Linked DNA regions of Oryctolagus cuniculus: region 1 is linked to region 2. Evidence: chromatin contacts called from public Hi-C data. All regions are on one chromosome and are shown on one strand. The core of a region is the stretch at or near the end of the contact, and the rest is flanking DNA. Distances in the headings are between cores, read along the strand shown.

The links. Hi-C and Micro-C count contacts between places; a contact is called where the count stands out from the background.
Region 1: a contact with region 2 is called in a Hi-C map of embryonic fibroblasts, with 2.9 times the contacts expected there. The contact joins the promoter of ENTPD1 here to the enhancer-like site in region 2. A contact is called at or near these places in 2 of 6 Hi-C or Micro-C datasets (embryonic fibroblasts and an unstated tissue).

Annotation. Positions count from the first base shown.
Region 1 is chr15:33,971,165-33,978,576 of mOryCun1.1, reverse strand. ENTPD1 (ectonucleoside triphosphate diphosphohydrolase 1) reads left to right here and starts at 1,605. Exons shown (of 9, transcript XM_051824023.2): 1 at 1,605-1,823; 2 at 2,827-2,848. The coding sequence starts at 2,827. TCTN3 (tectonic family member 3) reads right to left here and starts at 1,438. Exons shown (of 14, transcript XM_070057496.1): 1 at 1,138-1,438; 2 at 846-969; 3 at 446-564. The coding sequence starts at 1,411.
Region 2 is chr15:33,834,383-33,841,443 of mOryCun1.1, reverse strand. ENTPD1 (ectonucleoside triphosphate diphosphohydrolase 1) reads left to right here. Exons shown (of 9, transcript XM_051824023.2): 6 at 3,037-3,196; 7 at 3,867-4,106; 8 at 6,409-6,669. Among named protein-coding and RNA genes, the nearest start is that of CC2D2B, 70 kb to the right of the region's middle. Within about 2 kb of position 3,958, at least 1 of the 8 cell types and tissues checked has an H3K27ac peak or open chromatin away from gene starts, as enhancers often do.

The DNA.
Region 1 (7,412 bases), core at 356-2,855, 140 kb before region 2:
GAACGGGAAGGGTGGGCCAGGCGCCGCGGCTCACTAGGCTAATCCTCCGCCTTGCAGCGCCGGCACACCAGGTTCTAGTCCTGGTAGGGGTGCCACATTCTGTCCCAGTTGGCCCTCTTCCAGGCCAGCTCTCTGCTGTGGCCAGGGAGTGCAGTGGAGGATGGCCCAAGTGCTTGGGCCCTACACCCCATGGGAGACCAGGAGAAGTACCTGGCTCCTGCCATCGGATCAGCGTGGTGCGCCGGCCGCAGCGCGCCGGCCGCAGTGGCCATTGGAGGGTGAACCAACGGCAAAGGAAGACCTTTCTCTCTGTCTCTCTCACTGTCCACTCTGCCTGTCAAAAAATAAAAAAAAAAAAAATAAAAGAACGGGAAGGGTAGCCCAAAGACAAAGCCAATTCCCAATACACCTTACACAAGAGCAGCTGATGTGTGTCTCTACTCACTGTTGTTCACATGGACACAGAACTGTTGGATTCCATTTGAATCCAAGAAAACTCTCGAAGGAAACGGGGAATTACTCCTGAAGATCAGAGAGTTGTCTATACACACCCAGCTTGAAGACCTACGAGGAAAGAGGATGGAGAAGATACTTAGATGGGGAGGGGTCGGTCTGAAGACAGGTTCCCCAGGGCTGTCAGTCAGGTGTCAGAGAGGCTGTAGGGCAACACTGGACAGCTCCACTCTGTGAAATCAGCAAAGGAAGGTCGCAGCTGGGAAAAACCAAGCCCACGTCCTCGGAGCGGAGGTGGGGGCAAGCGGCAGGCAGGTGAACTGTTACTTCCACCCGGCACCCACTGCGGGGCCCAGGCTCCTCTGGGATTCGTTTTGGGCACCGCGGCTCACCTGACGCTGCCAGGGAGGCAGAAGGCGAACACCGTCCTCGGGTGGAGGAGATAGCAGTCCCTGTCGCAGCAGCAATTCAAGTCGCAGGTGCCAGGAGTCAAGTCACAGACACAGACCGGTAGGACTACGAAAGGACAACAGGAAGTAGAGCGGGTGGCATGAGGCCATTAGTCTTCCATGCACTAATCCCCCCTCTTCCGAGAGCCCCACACCTTCGTGGCAAGCTGAACCTTGTTTATAGGACTTTACACCTAAGAAGCGAGTGATTCACCCCCACAACCCTTCCCCTCACCTGGGAAGAGGTCCACGGTCTTATTCCCAGGCGCCGAAGGGGTCACCAGGGTCGAGTCCACCGTAGAGAGTTCAGGCCCGGCCGAGGAAGCTGTGGTCCCCTCCGAGGTGGGCTGGAGGGTCCCGCCCGGCGTGCCCGGCGTGCCCGGCGTGCCCGGCCCCGGGACCGAAGAAGTGGGCGCTGTTTCTGACGGTGAGGCAGACGACTGAGGCTGGACGCCCTGGGGCTGCATCAGGAAGAACACCTGTAGTAGCACGAGCTGCCTGGCGCACATAGGGCAGGCCACTCGCCCGAGGGTCCAACAGGAGCCTCCGCCGTCTCCAGACGCGTTGCTAGAGCGCGGGGTGGGAGGAGTCGCATAGCGTCTGACGTCACGCGCATGCGTTTGCTCATTGGCTCATGGCGAGCGCGGAGCGGTCTCCAGCCAATAAGAAGCGGTGTTGTTACAGCTCTTTCAGCATCCTAGGGTATGGGCCGTCCTCCTCGGGCCGGCCCGGGCACAGCCTCCGTCGCCTGGCAACCGCACCGGGGTAGGGAAGCCTTGTCCCTTCTCTCCGCTAGAGGACAGTAGGAGGTCGGGCCACCAGCTAGGGCCGGAGTCCCGCGCAGACCGGGCCGCCCGGAGGAGCGGAAACAGCAGTGGCAGGAACGAGGTTTGCACGTCTTTTCCTCCCCTGATTCCTGCGGTGAGAAATCCTCTCTATGGAAGGATACTGGTGTCAAGGGAGTGAAACACACCCAGAGTCCCGTACCCTAGGAAGTGTCTCCTCTAAGTACATGCTTTTGGAAACACATTAAAATACTGTTCTTTCAGCTTCTTGAAGTTTAACATTGAGAAAAAAAATTTCAAAACTCCATAAATGCTTCAACATTATTAAAGATGAACTGCGTTATTGTTGCTGGAAAAAGTGTTGAAAGAAGGAAAATTGGGAATAAAAAAGAGAAGGGGAAATGTGAGGAGATAGGGAAGGAAAATGTGAGTAGAAAGAAAAATGTTTTCTAGAAGAGGAGAAAACAAAATGCAGGGAATAGCGAAGAAAACCCATGCTCTGTTATGAGCCGCCACTTGGTTTTGTTTTGCTGGGGAGTGGAGGGCCACGTCCAGGAGAACTCCTGGTCTTAGGATCATCCTTACCAGCCTGTCAGGTCTGCTAGCAGCAAGCCCTGCGGCTGTGGCCCGCGTGAAATGTGCCTGGCATGGCTGAGGAGCTGACTTTTTAATTTCCAAATTTTAATTCAGAGTTAAAGAATTTGCTCCTGTTAGACCTAGCATTTTCTTTTCTCTATAATTCTGACATCTGGATTATTTCAGTTGCTTGGCCTGGGCTATAAATTAAGACTGTTTAGAGTTATCTAAAGTCTGGTGTCTGGCCAAGGCCTTCCTTTCTAGGTGAATCTCTTAAGCAGGTAAGTTTTAGGCCACTTGACTGTGCTCACGTTCCTTGACAAGGTCTTGATTTTCCAATGTTTTGAACTCAATAGCTAAATGTATCCCTGTGTTGTGACTATTTGCAAACATTTTTGTGTGACTAGGTGATGAAATAAAGTGCATATTTGTGTTTGACATTAAAATGTTTATCTGCCTTACTAATTTCTATGAGAAAAGGTCAACTTCAGATTATTCAAATTATATGTATTAGAATATAAACTCTACAAAACAGGGATTTTTTTTGTCTATTTTGTTCACAGATGTATCCCCATGCCTTCAACAGTGAGTAGGACATGTTAGATATGCATTAAATATTTTTAAAATATATCAAAAAATCAAACATTATTTTCTTTGATTGTTTAGACTAACTTTTATGAATATGATTTTTTTCAGGGTTACATTTCTTTTGATGAAATTTCTATTGTACATCTAAGCAAAAACTACTTTGGATTTCAAAGTTTGTAATTTGAACTGTGACTCTCAATCGTTGTTAAATTATTCCTGAATTTATTAATGTTGGTGAAAGAGTCTGTTTATTGAAGTAATTTCAAGGTTACATGATAAAAATAGTTTCAGAATCATCTGAATTACTTTTTGTCATTTTTGAATTTAAGCATATTAAAATTTTAGAAAAATTAAATTTTTCTTTTTATATTTTCTTGTGGTTGAGCATGAAGATAATTTGTATTGTTGCTTTTTTTGTTACATGTTTGTAGCAATCTTCATAATGCTGAGTTCTAATTTTTTTAAGATATAATACTAAAATATGAAAGATAATTTTGAAGAGGGCAAAATTTATGCACACGTGTCATGCAGATGCCAGTTTAATGTGGAGATCATATCTTAAATTGAGGTAGTTTAATATAACATCACTTCCAAAGTAGAGATTTCCAAATTAGATCCTATGATACTAGCAGATCTCTGTGTTTTGGATTAAAGGAGTTCAATGTGTGAGTGGAAATCTAGTCAGTAGATTGGATCAAGATGGCAGACTGAGAGCAAGTGTTAGCCTCTCTCCACTTCTTCCCACTTTCATAAATCTAAAAATTACAGAAAAGTTAGATGTCTACACCCTTGTGAATACATGCACACACCTTGATAATGAAAAAACGTGAAAGTGTATTCTCAGTGCTGCATTATGTGAAAAAAATTTTTGAAAAGATTTGTTTATTTGAAAGGCAGAGTGATACACACACACACACACACACACAGAGAAGGGGGGGGGGGCGAATATTCAGTCCACTTGTTCACTACCCACATGGCCGCAACAGCCAGGACTGGGCCAGGCTGAATCCAGGAGCCTGGCACTCCGTCCTGATTTCCCACATGAGTGGCAGGGGCCCAAGTACTTGGACCATCTCCTGTTGCCTTCCTAAGCACATTAACAGGAAGCTAGATTGGAGGAGCTAGGACTCAAACTGGCCCTCCAAGATGGGATGCCAGCCCCTTTTATGAGAATTCTTGCAAAATAGATGACCGATGGGATTGGACTGAAGGTGGGCCCCCCAAAAGTGCAGAACTTTATACAGAAGAAGAAATGGTGCTTGTGGTGCCCTAAGAATACAGAAAGAAGCTATTGTTATCAGTAGGGGCCCTTAGATAATTTTATGAGTTATTGGGGCTGGCGCAGTGGCACAGCGGGAGAACACCGGGGATATGATGCCTGCTGGAACTTGGGGCCAGAGAAGGGAGGATAGATGATGGCAGTGGGTTAGCTCTACCGTTGAGTAGGAACAGGAAGAAAATCTATCATCTATCTAAATATCCGTCTATCCCTCTATGAATTTAAATGGTTCAGCTACTGTGGCCTTGAGTCATGGTCCAGATTTTTTTTTTTCACAGGCAGAGTGGACAGAGAGAGAGAGAGACAGAGAGAAAGATCTTCCTTTGCCATTGGTTCACCCTCCAATGGCCAGTGAGGCCGGCGCACCGCGCTGATCCGATGGCAGGAGCCAGGTACTTATCCTGGTCTCCCATGGGGTACAGGGCCCAAGCACTTGGGCCATCCTCCACTGCACTTCCTGGCCACAGCAGAGAGCTAGCCTGGAAGAGGGGCAACCAGGACAGAATCCGGTGCCCTGACCGGGACTAGAACCCAGTGTGCCGGCACCGCAAGGCGGAGGATTAGCCTAGTGAGCCGCGGTGCCAGCCCCAAATTTTTGTGTTTATCAAAAGTTCATTTGTCAGCATTGTGGCACAGCGGGTTAAGCCAGCTCCTACAATGTCTCATCCCGTATGGGTGCTAGTTTGAGTTCTGGCTGCTCCACTTCTGATCCAGCTCCCTGCTAATGTGCCTGGGAAAGCAGCAGAGAATGGCCCAAGTGCTTGCACTCCTGCCACCCATGTGGGAGACCTAAACGAAGCTCTTGGCTCCTGGCTTTGGTCTGGCCCAGCCCCAGCTGTTGTGGACCATTTGGGGAGTGAACCAGTGGATAAATGATCTATTTCTCTGTCTCTGTCTCTGTCTCTCTCTCTTTCTAACTCTGCCTTTCAAATAAATAAATAAATAAATAAATAAATAAATAAATCTATCTCTAAAAAAGGCACCATTATCAAAGATTAAGTACATATTTTTCTTTAAAAGTTAAAATTTGAAAACTTAATTTACCAGTTGCTTTATTTTATTAATATAAATTCCCAAATTAAGAATATAAAAATTTCCCAGCCTTAATACAATATGTATTTTTTATTTAATATTATCTAAATTTGAAATAAAAATATTACTAATTTTAGAATAACAAAACTAGAATTAGTTTTGTCAAAGAAGGGGCACTGATTTGTGCCCTTCTTTTGGGCTTGGGAACTAAGGGTATAAACTAATTTTAAAACAAAACAAAATTTTCTATTTTCTTTTAGACCTCATTTTAGATTATAACCTTTGTTATATTTTGGAGGTATGTTATTTATCTGTTACACTATGTAATGCCACTTTATAGTTTAATGGTAAAAAAATCTACATTTTTTTCTGAATTTAAGAATATGTTGGAAAATAGGTAGTTTAAAATAACTTATGATATAGTATCAAATAAAAGCCATCTTAAAACTAATTATGCTGACAACCTCTTAATCTTTGTACAAACATTTTTATTGATTTGTTCACTTGTGCATTATTTTATGTACAAGAACGTGATCATCATTTACTTATTTTTCAAACAAGCTTAAAAAATTATTGTGTTTTTGATAATATGCAGTCTTTTTAACAATAATGGGAGCAAAAATAGTTTAAGAGAAGAATTAGCTTGCACATTCTGAAACAGAATTACAAAGAGTATTTTCAAGTTCACTTTCTTACACCTTGTAAGAATGTGACATTTTGGGCACCACCTTACTCTTTCAGTAACCTTGGGAAGTCTTCCCAAAAGGAGGAAGGAAAGGACATGAAAGGAAGCATTAAGTTATTCCATTAGGTTATCCCTGGAATCTGGAGAAATTATCATTTTTATATTTGTGTCAACATTAAAATTATGAAATTTATGATCTTGTTTAAATTTAAGTCCTATAAAGTGATTTTTGTTCTGCTTCTCTGATTTTTCCTGGAACTTCACAATAGCTATGTGTATTTTTAGTGCATATTATTTAAGCAAGAATCCCTTCAGATGAGTGAGTCATACCCTTTGTCTATTTCTACTTTAATTCTGTACTTCATGTATTTTGAAGATCTATTATTAGGTGTTATATGTTTAATTTTTATACTTTCTAGATGTATTAACCCTTTTATCATGATGAGATGGTCTTCCTTATATCTATTAATATCTCTGGTCATAACGTCTTTTTTAATGATTTATTTTATTTATTTGAAAAGCAGAGTTACAGAAAGAAAGACAGAGAGAGGGACAGAGAGAGAGACAGAGAGAGAGAGAGAGAAATATCTTCTATCTGCTGGTTCACTACCCAAATGGTCACAAGCCAAGAGCCTAGAACTCCATCCTGGTCTCCCACGTGGGTGCAAGGGCCCTAGTACTTGGGCCACCCTTTGCTGCTTTCCCAGGCACATTAGTAGGGAGCTGGATTGGAAGTGGACAGCTGGGACATCAACTGGCAGCAGCTTAACCCGCTACACCAGCCCTTATGATACATATTTTAAACCTATCTAAATCTGCTTCAAGCTAATACTGACTTATTTGTGATAAGATGTAAATTTGCCCTACTGCAGCTCCATTTTCTGCCTTGGCTTTTGTGGGAGAGGCTATTCTTAGGGTTCCTAACTGTCTCTGTGAATATTTGTTGAGTGTGCCAGATAGCAAGGTTTTTTCATCTCATTATTGATCAGTTTCTATAGCAAGTCAGCTAAGTTGGCCAAGGCGACCATAGTGTGTCGTGTGACTGCTCACTGCCTGAGGAGAGGGAGGGAAACTGGCTCTGCTGCTTTCTCAAAGAATGTTGGGCCCTTTGCCCTCTGGTCCTCTCCTGGGATGCAATCCACTGTGTGTGCAAGCACTACCCCATGGGACGTAGGCAAAAGGTGAACCAATGCAAATACGCTGATGAGTGTCTTTCTGGCTGTTGCTGTGAGTAGTGAAGTCCTTTGTTTATGCCCAGGAATCTTGTCTTCTGCCTGCTTCCATTGAGGCAGTAATAGAATAATCTGTAAGTTTCAAGTAAGCTGAAGTCCCAAACCCTTTATTTTTCCTATTTGTTTGCAATAATTTGCATATTTAGATATGGTTTCCTTTTTGTTTATGTTACTTGAGGTTCATAATGTTTCTTGGATCTGCAGAGGCTCCTTACCTGGGTTTGAAGGTGATTCCACTTCTCTGGAAGCACAAATTTTCTTTTTTTTTTTACTTACTTATTTGTAATTATTTAGTTTTTAAAGACTTATTTATTTGAAAGTCAGAGTTACAGA
Region 2 (7,061 bases), core at 2,709-5,208:
ATTTGCACACAAAAAAACTGTTCTTCAGCAGTGGAGACAGGGGTTGTTCAAAGTCTTTGCATCTTGAAGTTAATTTCACTTCTTTTTTTTCTAAATAAACTTAATTAAATTTAAAGAAGCACCCAAGAGTGATACATCTTTTGTGAGCACTTAGACATAATTATAATACAACTCTTTGAGGACAGAGGTCCTACATGGAAAGTTAGTGCACAGTGACTCCTGTTGTTAATTTAACAATACTGTTATGTATGATGTCAGTGATCACCCGAGGCTCTTGATATGAGCTGCCTAGGCTATGGAAGCCTTTTGAATCCACGAACTCTGTCAGTATTTAGACAAGGTCATAAGCAGAGTGGGAATTGTCTCCTCCTTTCAGAGAAAACTACTTCCTTCTTTGATGACCCCTTCTTTCCACTGGAGTCTCACCACTGATGTCCTTCATGTAGGACATTTTTACCCACAGTGTCTTGGCTTCCCATGCCTGAAATGCTCTCATGGACTTTTCAGCCAGACCAGAATGCCCTAAGGGTTGGTTCTGCTTACTCTGTCTTTGAATATAAAATTAGGTGACTTGGCCCTCAAGGAAATCAGAATTTCTATACAAGGTGATGAGTTTTTTTTTTAAGTTGTTATTTATTTATTTTTATTTTATTTGAAAGGCAGGAAGATTAAGAGAGAGAGAACGTGATCTTCTATCCGCTGATTCATTCCCCAAATGCCTACAACATCTAGGGCTGGGCCAGTCTGAAGCCAGAAGTCTAAAATTCAGTCTGGGTCTCCCTTGTGGATATCCAGAACCCAAGCACTTGAACCATCACCTACTGCCTCTCAGTGTGCACATTAGCAGAAAGCTAGCTTGGAAGCAGAGGAGCCAGAACTTGAACCAGGCCCTCAGATTAATTCTTTAATAGAGGAGTGTTCAGACTTGCCATGGGAGCACATTGGGCCCTTTGTAAGATGAAAGCAGACCTAGAAGACTTACCAGAGAGGAATATACATGCGCTTAATCACAGAGGACAAGTTGGAGGCTGGGGGAAGGCACTACAGGCCGAGAAGACAGCATGTGTTCAGCAACCAGCTCTTCTTTCAGCACCTGTTATGTGTCAGGGACTCTTTTAAGTGCTGGGGAGACAGCTTTGAACAAGACGATGTCCCTGGCTACATGGAGCCTGATTTCTAATGAATGTTCAAAGGTGGGGAAACATGAGAGATCAGGGTGTATTCAAAGGAAAGTAAATAGTTCTGCACAGTTCTGTGTGTTATAAAATCCTAACCATAGGGGTGGGCGCTGTGGTGCAGAGGGTTAAGGCACTGGCCTGAAGTGCCGGCATCCCATATGGGCGCTGGTTCTAGTCCCAGCTGTTCCACTTCTGATCCAGCTCTCTGCTATGGCCTGGGAAAGCAGTAAATGATGACCCAAGTCTTTGGGCCCGTGCACCCACGTGGGAGACCCGGAGGAGGCTCCTGGCTCCTGGCTTCAGATCGGCACAGCTGCAGCCATTGCAGCCAACTGGGGAGTGAACCAGCGGATGGAAGACCTCTCTCTCTGTCTCTACCTCTCTCTGTAACTCTGTCTTTCAAATAAATAAATCTTTCTTTTTTTTTTTATTGTTTTTTGATAGGCAGAGTGGACAGTGAGAGAGAGAGACAGAGAGAGAAAGGTCTTCCTTTGCCGTTGGTTCACCCTCCAATGGCCGCCGCTGCAGCCGGCGCACTGCGCTGATCCGATGGCAGGAGCCAGGATCCAGGTGCTTTTCCTGGTCTCCCATGGGGTGCAGGGCCCAAGCACCTGGGCCATCCTCCACTGCACTCCCTGGCCATAGCAGAGAGCTGGCCTGGAAGAGGGGCAACCGGGACAGAATCCGGGGCCCCGACCGGGACTAGAACCCGGTGTGCCGGCGCCGCAAGGTGGAGGATTAGCCTATTGAGCCATGGCGCCGGCTCAAATAAATAAATCTTTCTTAAAAAAGTTGTAACAATCATAGCAGCTCATAGTTATTGAGCCCTTGCTGTGAACTTAGCACTGTGCTAGGCAGTTGTTTAACCATCACAACAACTCTATGAAATAAGAATTATTAACTGTCATTAACCAGAGAAAAAGGCTGTGGCTTACAAATGTTGTTAACTCACCTGAAGTCACATTCCTAGTAAGTGGTAGAGCTGGAGTTCTATGTGGGATTCTGAGAAGGCTGGGTCCAGATCACAATGGCCCATGCTAGGAATTTTGGGGGCAATCTTGGAGATAGTGGGGAAGCCATCAAAGTTTGTTACACAACAGGTGACACTGGTAGAGAAGATGAATCAAAGTGAGGAAGGCTAGGGATAACAGCTAGGCATACAGTAGGAAGCCATTAGGACAAGAGATTACAGGGCTCTAATCCAAGTTGGAAGTAGCATCCTGTCACTCCGAAGCCCTCAGTATTGCATAGCCTCGATCTTGGAGGCAATTCATTCCATCTTTATTATGACAACCCGGAAAGACTCTTTCTTTAGACCTCAAGGCCTCAAGCTGACCCAAGAACCAGGGAAAAATATAAGGATTTCCTGAGTCTGGCAGAAGAGGAAGTTGGGTACTTGCCTGAGGTCATTTTCTACCTTATTTCTACCAGAGCCCTAGTTGAAACCTCAGCAGAACTGTATAGTCATGTGGGAGCCACCAGTAATGACTAATATAGCACACATCAGCACTAGGTGTTGTGATAAAACAATGCTGGCTACCACTACCACCATAGTAATTTTATGAACTGTTATCAACTTTTTGAGCCAGAAAACAGTAGAATGAAAATGGCATTTTAATAAGACCAACCTATACAAGGATCAGAAAGATTTGGTTTCTGAGAGAGAGAGGAGTGAGTTAAAAGATTGGTCTTGTCTCATCCCAAAGGAGGGTTCCTCTGACAGTCATATTTAGGGAGCCCCATCTCTCTGCTTATTCCAGTGTTTACTTCCTAGGAACACTGAGCGGAAGTCCTAGCTGAAGTGGGAAGGTAGAATTACTGAAACAAAAATGATAGCTTCAGCTCTTCCTTTGTGTAGGGATGAAAGTGAAACAGTGGCAGACAAGATCCTGGATATGGTGTCGAAGACCCTCGACGAGTACCCCTTTGACTTCCAGGGTGCCCGGATCATCACTGGCCAAGAGGAAGGTGCCTATGGCTGGATTACCATCAACTATCTTATGGGAAATTTCCCTCAGGTGAATAACTCACAGCACCCTTGGAAGTGGCTTTTTGTAGAACATGGCCATTGCTTACCACAGGCAGTGCTTGTGCCACTAGCTAGAATGAATGAGTGAAAGAATGTACTCCCACTTTTGTAAGATTCTCTAGAGGCATAATTCTCTTATGAGAACATCTACTATTGGCGGATAAGAAGCCGTATTTGTACTTTAAGGGGATATAGAGGAAAGTAAAATTCTGTTATTCAGAGTTGCTAATATTTGCCTAGTTCTGTATGTCTTGTGCTGTGCTAAGCACTTTTCCTGTGCTGTTTGACTTCATCCTCAGAACAATAGTATGAAGCTTTCTTATTATCTCTAGATTAGAGTCCCAAATGATATTGAAAGAGGGCACTTATTCTATCCAGGGTCTCACAGTTAGTGAGCAGGTGAGTGGAGAGTTGAATTGAGATGCCCTGTGATACTACTGGACATATCTGCTATTCTACTGTGCTGCTGCCATCTGAGCTCTCTTTGAAGCCTCTCTTTTCTTCCTGTTAATTTGATGCAGACTCAGAAACCTCCAGTGAGCTTTGTCTCACCTTTCTGCCCCTGCTTCTTTGCCTTAGGAAGTTCCTGAGTCCAAGAAATAGTGTTGAAAGCAGGATGCCAAGAGGCTTCTTGTGCTGGTGACTGTCCTCTCTTTCAGAAATCAAGTTGGTATGGTCTGGTCTCACATGAAGAAGAGAAACAAACCTATGGAGCTCTGGACCTTGGGGGAGCCTCTACACAAATCACTTTTGTGCCCCCAAGTAATGAAACTATTGAGTCCCCAGACAACTCTTTGCAATTTCGCCTCTATGGCAGGGACTACAACGTATACACACACAGCTTCTTGTGCTATGGGAAGGATCAAGCACTCTTGCAGAAACTGGCCAAGGACATTGAGGCAAGTATAACTGAATCCAGCCCTGCCCTTCCCACATCTGGGCTTCCAGCCCCCACATCCTGTTGTTTTCTCTTTATAATTCAGTAATTGGTCTGAAGTTGGTTATTGTACTTTCCAAATCTTTTCAGGCAGACTATCATACATCTGGTCGACCCCTGTCAATGATTCCATCCAAACACTTCCCCTCCTTTGTTTGTTTACTGTACTATCTCCAAGGACACCACTCAGAGCCTCTCTTAAGAATTAATTTCTCACCCCTGTGAAGTTGATAATGGAAGTTACATGCTGGAGTACTATTGGAGAGGGAGGAAGGCAGAACACTGCAATTTATAAACCTGTCTAGACTACTTTTTAATTTCTCTTTCCTACACATTACAGGAAACAGATTGTTAGATTTGACCTGGAGAATAGGATTGACAAAAAAAAGCACTTCAGAAAGTAAACAGAATTTATCAACACTTGAAATCTTGTCCCCAGATGCTTTCTGCATTTTTTGAAGGCAAGAAAAGTTAAACATTCTGAATGTCATGCAAGTACTAGGCACACCCTGACAAACAGAGTGAGGGTGTTACATCCATCGCTACTGAAAAGACAACCAATTCTTTGCTCTTCCAAGGCACCCTCTGGTTCTGACAACCACGAGTGGGGGCTACAGAGAGATGCCCACTGAACCTCAAAGCTCCACCAAGCTTCTTACCACAGCAAACCCTTTTCTTCTCTTGTAGTTGTATAAAAAACCACTTTGACACAGAATATAATATGTCACGATGAGCCATAGTCACCCTGCTGTACTGCAAAATACCAGAACCCGTTACTTCCACCGTACTGTGTTTTGGCATCCATTATCCAATCTCTCTTATCCCCTCCCTCGCTCCCTGCCTGGCCTCTAGTAATCTTTTACATTTAGATCAAATGTTTATCCGTATACACACACACATACACACACGTTCACACAGAAATATAAAAGAGGCCATGTGATATTTGGCTATGTCTGACTTATTTCACTTAACATATGATCTCCAGTTCCATTCATTTTGCTGAAAATGTCCAGATATTATCCTTTTTAAGGCAGAAAAATATTCCATTATATATATATATATGTATATATCTATATCTATCACATTTTCTTTATGCATTCATCCAGTGATGGAAACCCAGCTTCATTCCATATCTTGGCTATTGTAAATGGTGCTAAAATGTACATAGAGTGCAGGTATCTCTATACAAAGAAAAGATAAGGAAATGGAAGGGCTGATTGCCTGGTATGGTCAGTTTAAGCTATGAATAATTACTGAAATGTTTCATGTATCCCTTAAAAAAGTACAAGTATTACATGTTAATCCAAAGTTTAGAAATAAAAAAAATACCAGAGAAAACCCTACCAAAACATTTTGATACTGCTGGCGTAAATGACCTAAGGGCCCTGCCAGCTCTTGGAGCTCCTGATTCTCTCCTTGAGGAGTAGAGAAGGGTACTGTATGAAGGCTACTGGGAAACTACTCTCAGGCTCAACATTTTGAGAGTCTTAAAAGTTTTCATTGTGAATCTGCTTCTGATCTATGCGGTCGGGACTAAGCACAAGGGACATTCCAGACTAATGGCATTTCTGGGCCCTGTTTTCACTACATGGACAGTCTATAAATAGACAAATACATTTATATCTGAAACTACTTCTGGTGCCTGTTATACAAACCACCTTCTTCTTCTTCTTCTTCTTCTTCTTCTTCTTCTTCTTCTTCTTCCTCTTCCTCTTCCTCTTCCTCTTCTTCCTCTTCCTCCTCCTCTTCTTCTTCTTCCTCTTCCTCTTCCTCCTCTTCCTCTTCTTCTTCCTCTTCCTCCTCCTCCTCCTCTTCTTCCTCTTCCTCCTCCTCTTCCTCTTCTTCCTCTTCCTCCTCCTCCTCTTCCTCCTCCTCTTCCTCCTCCTCCTCCTCCTCCTCTTCCTCTTCCTCCTCCTCCTCTTCCTCTTCTTCCTCCTCCTCCTCCTCTTCTTCCTCCTCCTCCTCCTCTTCTTCCTCCTCCTCTTCCTCCTCCTCTTCCTCCTCCTCTTCTTCCTCTTCCCTCTTTCTTCTTCTTCCTCCTCCTCCTCCTCCTCCTCTTCCTCTTCCCTCTTCCCTCTTTCCTCTTCTTCTTCTTTTTTTTTTTTTACTTATTCCCACGGATGAAAAGGACAGGGCATGGACATATTGATGTCAGGGCTAAGTGCTGGGATGTTATAAAATACATATGCATTGTTAAAGTCAGACTGTTCCTTTTGTACCCCAAACATTCACACGTGATGCCTTCAATTGATTTTTCCATTTAGGATACAAGTAATGGAATCCTTAAAGACCCGTGCTTCCACCCTGGATATGAAAGGGTAGTGAACATAAGTGACCTTTACAGGACCCCCTGTACCAAGAGATTTGAGAAGACACTTCCATTCCATCAGTTCCAAATTCAAGGTGTTGGAGACTATCAACGATGCCATGAAAGTATCCAAGAGCTCTTCAATACCAGTAACTGCCCTTACTCTCAGTGTGCCTTCAATGGGGTTTTCTTGCCATCACTTCAAGGGCATTTTGGGGTAAGTTTATGAAACAAAGGGATGATTTTGGTTCCAAGTTATAGAGTATGTGGCTACAAAGGATTTAAATAATAGGATTTCTTTTCCTTGCACAGAATAATAAGTCCAGGTAAATAATTAAGGGTTAGTTCTGTGGCTCAACAATGTCATGACTTGGGATCAGCTTCTCCACTTGCTTCTTGATCTTCCCGTGGTGCTTCTGTGGTAGCCACTGCTTCAAGTGTCATCTTCACATGAAAAGCCAACGTAGGAAAGCAGTTCAGAGGCTTATGTTGCATGCATCTCTCTCCCATTGTGCAGAAGTGCTAACACACATCTGTTCAAATCCTGTTGCCCAGAACTTGGTAAAATGCACACCTCCAAACCAACCTATGATAAAGAGAAATGGATTA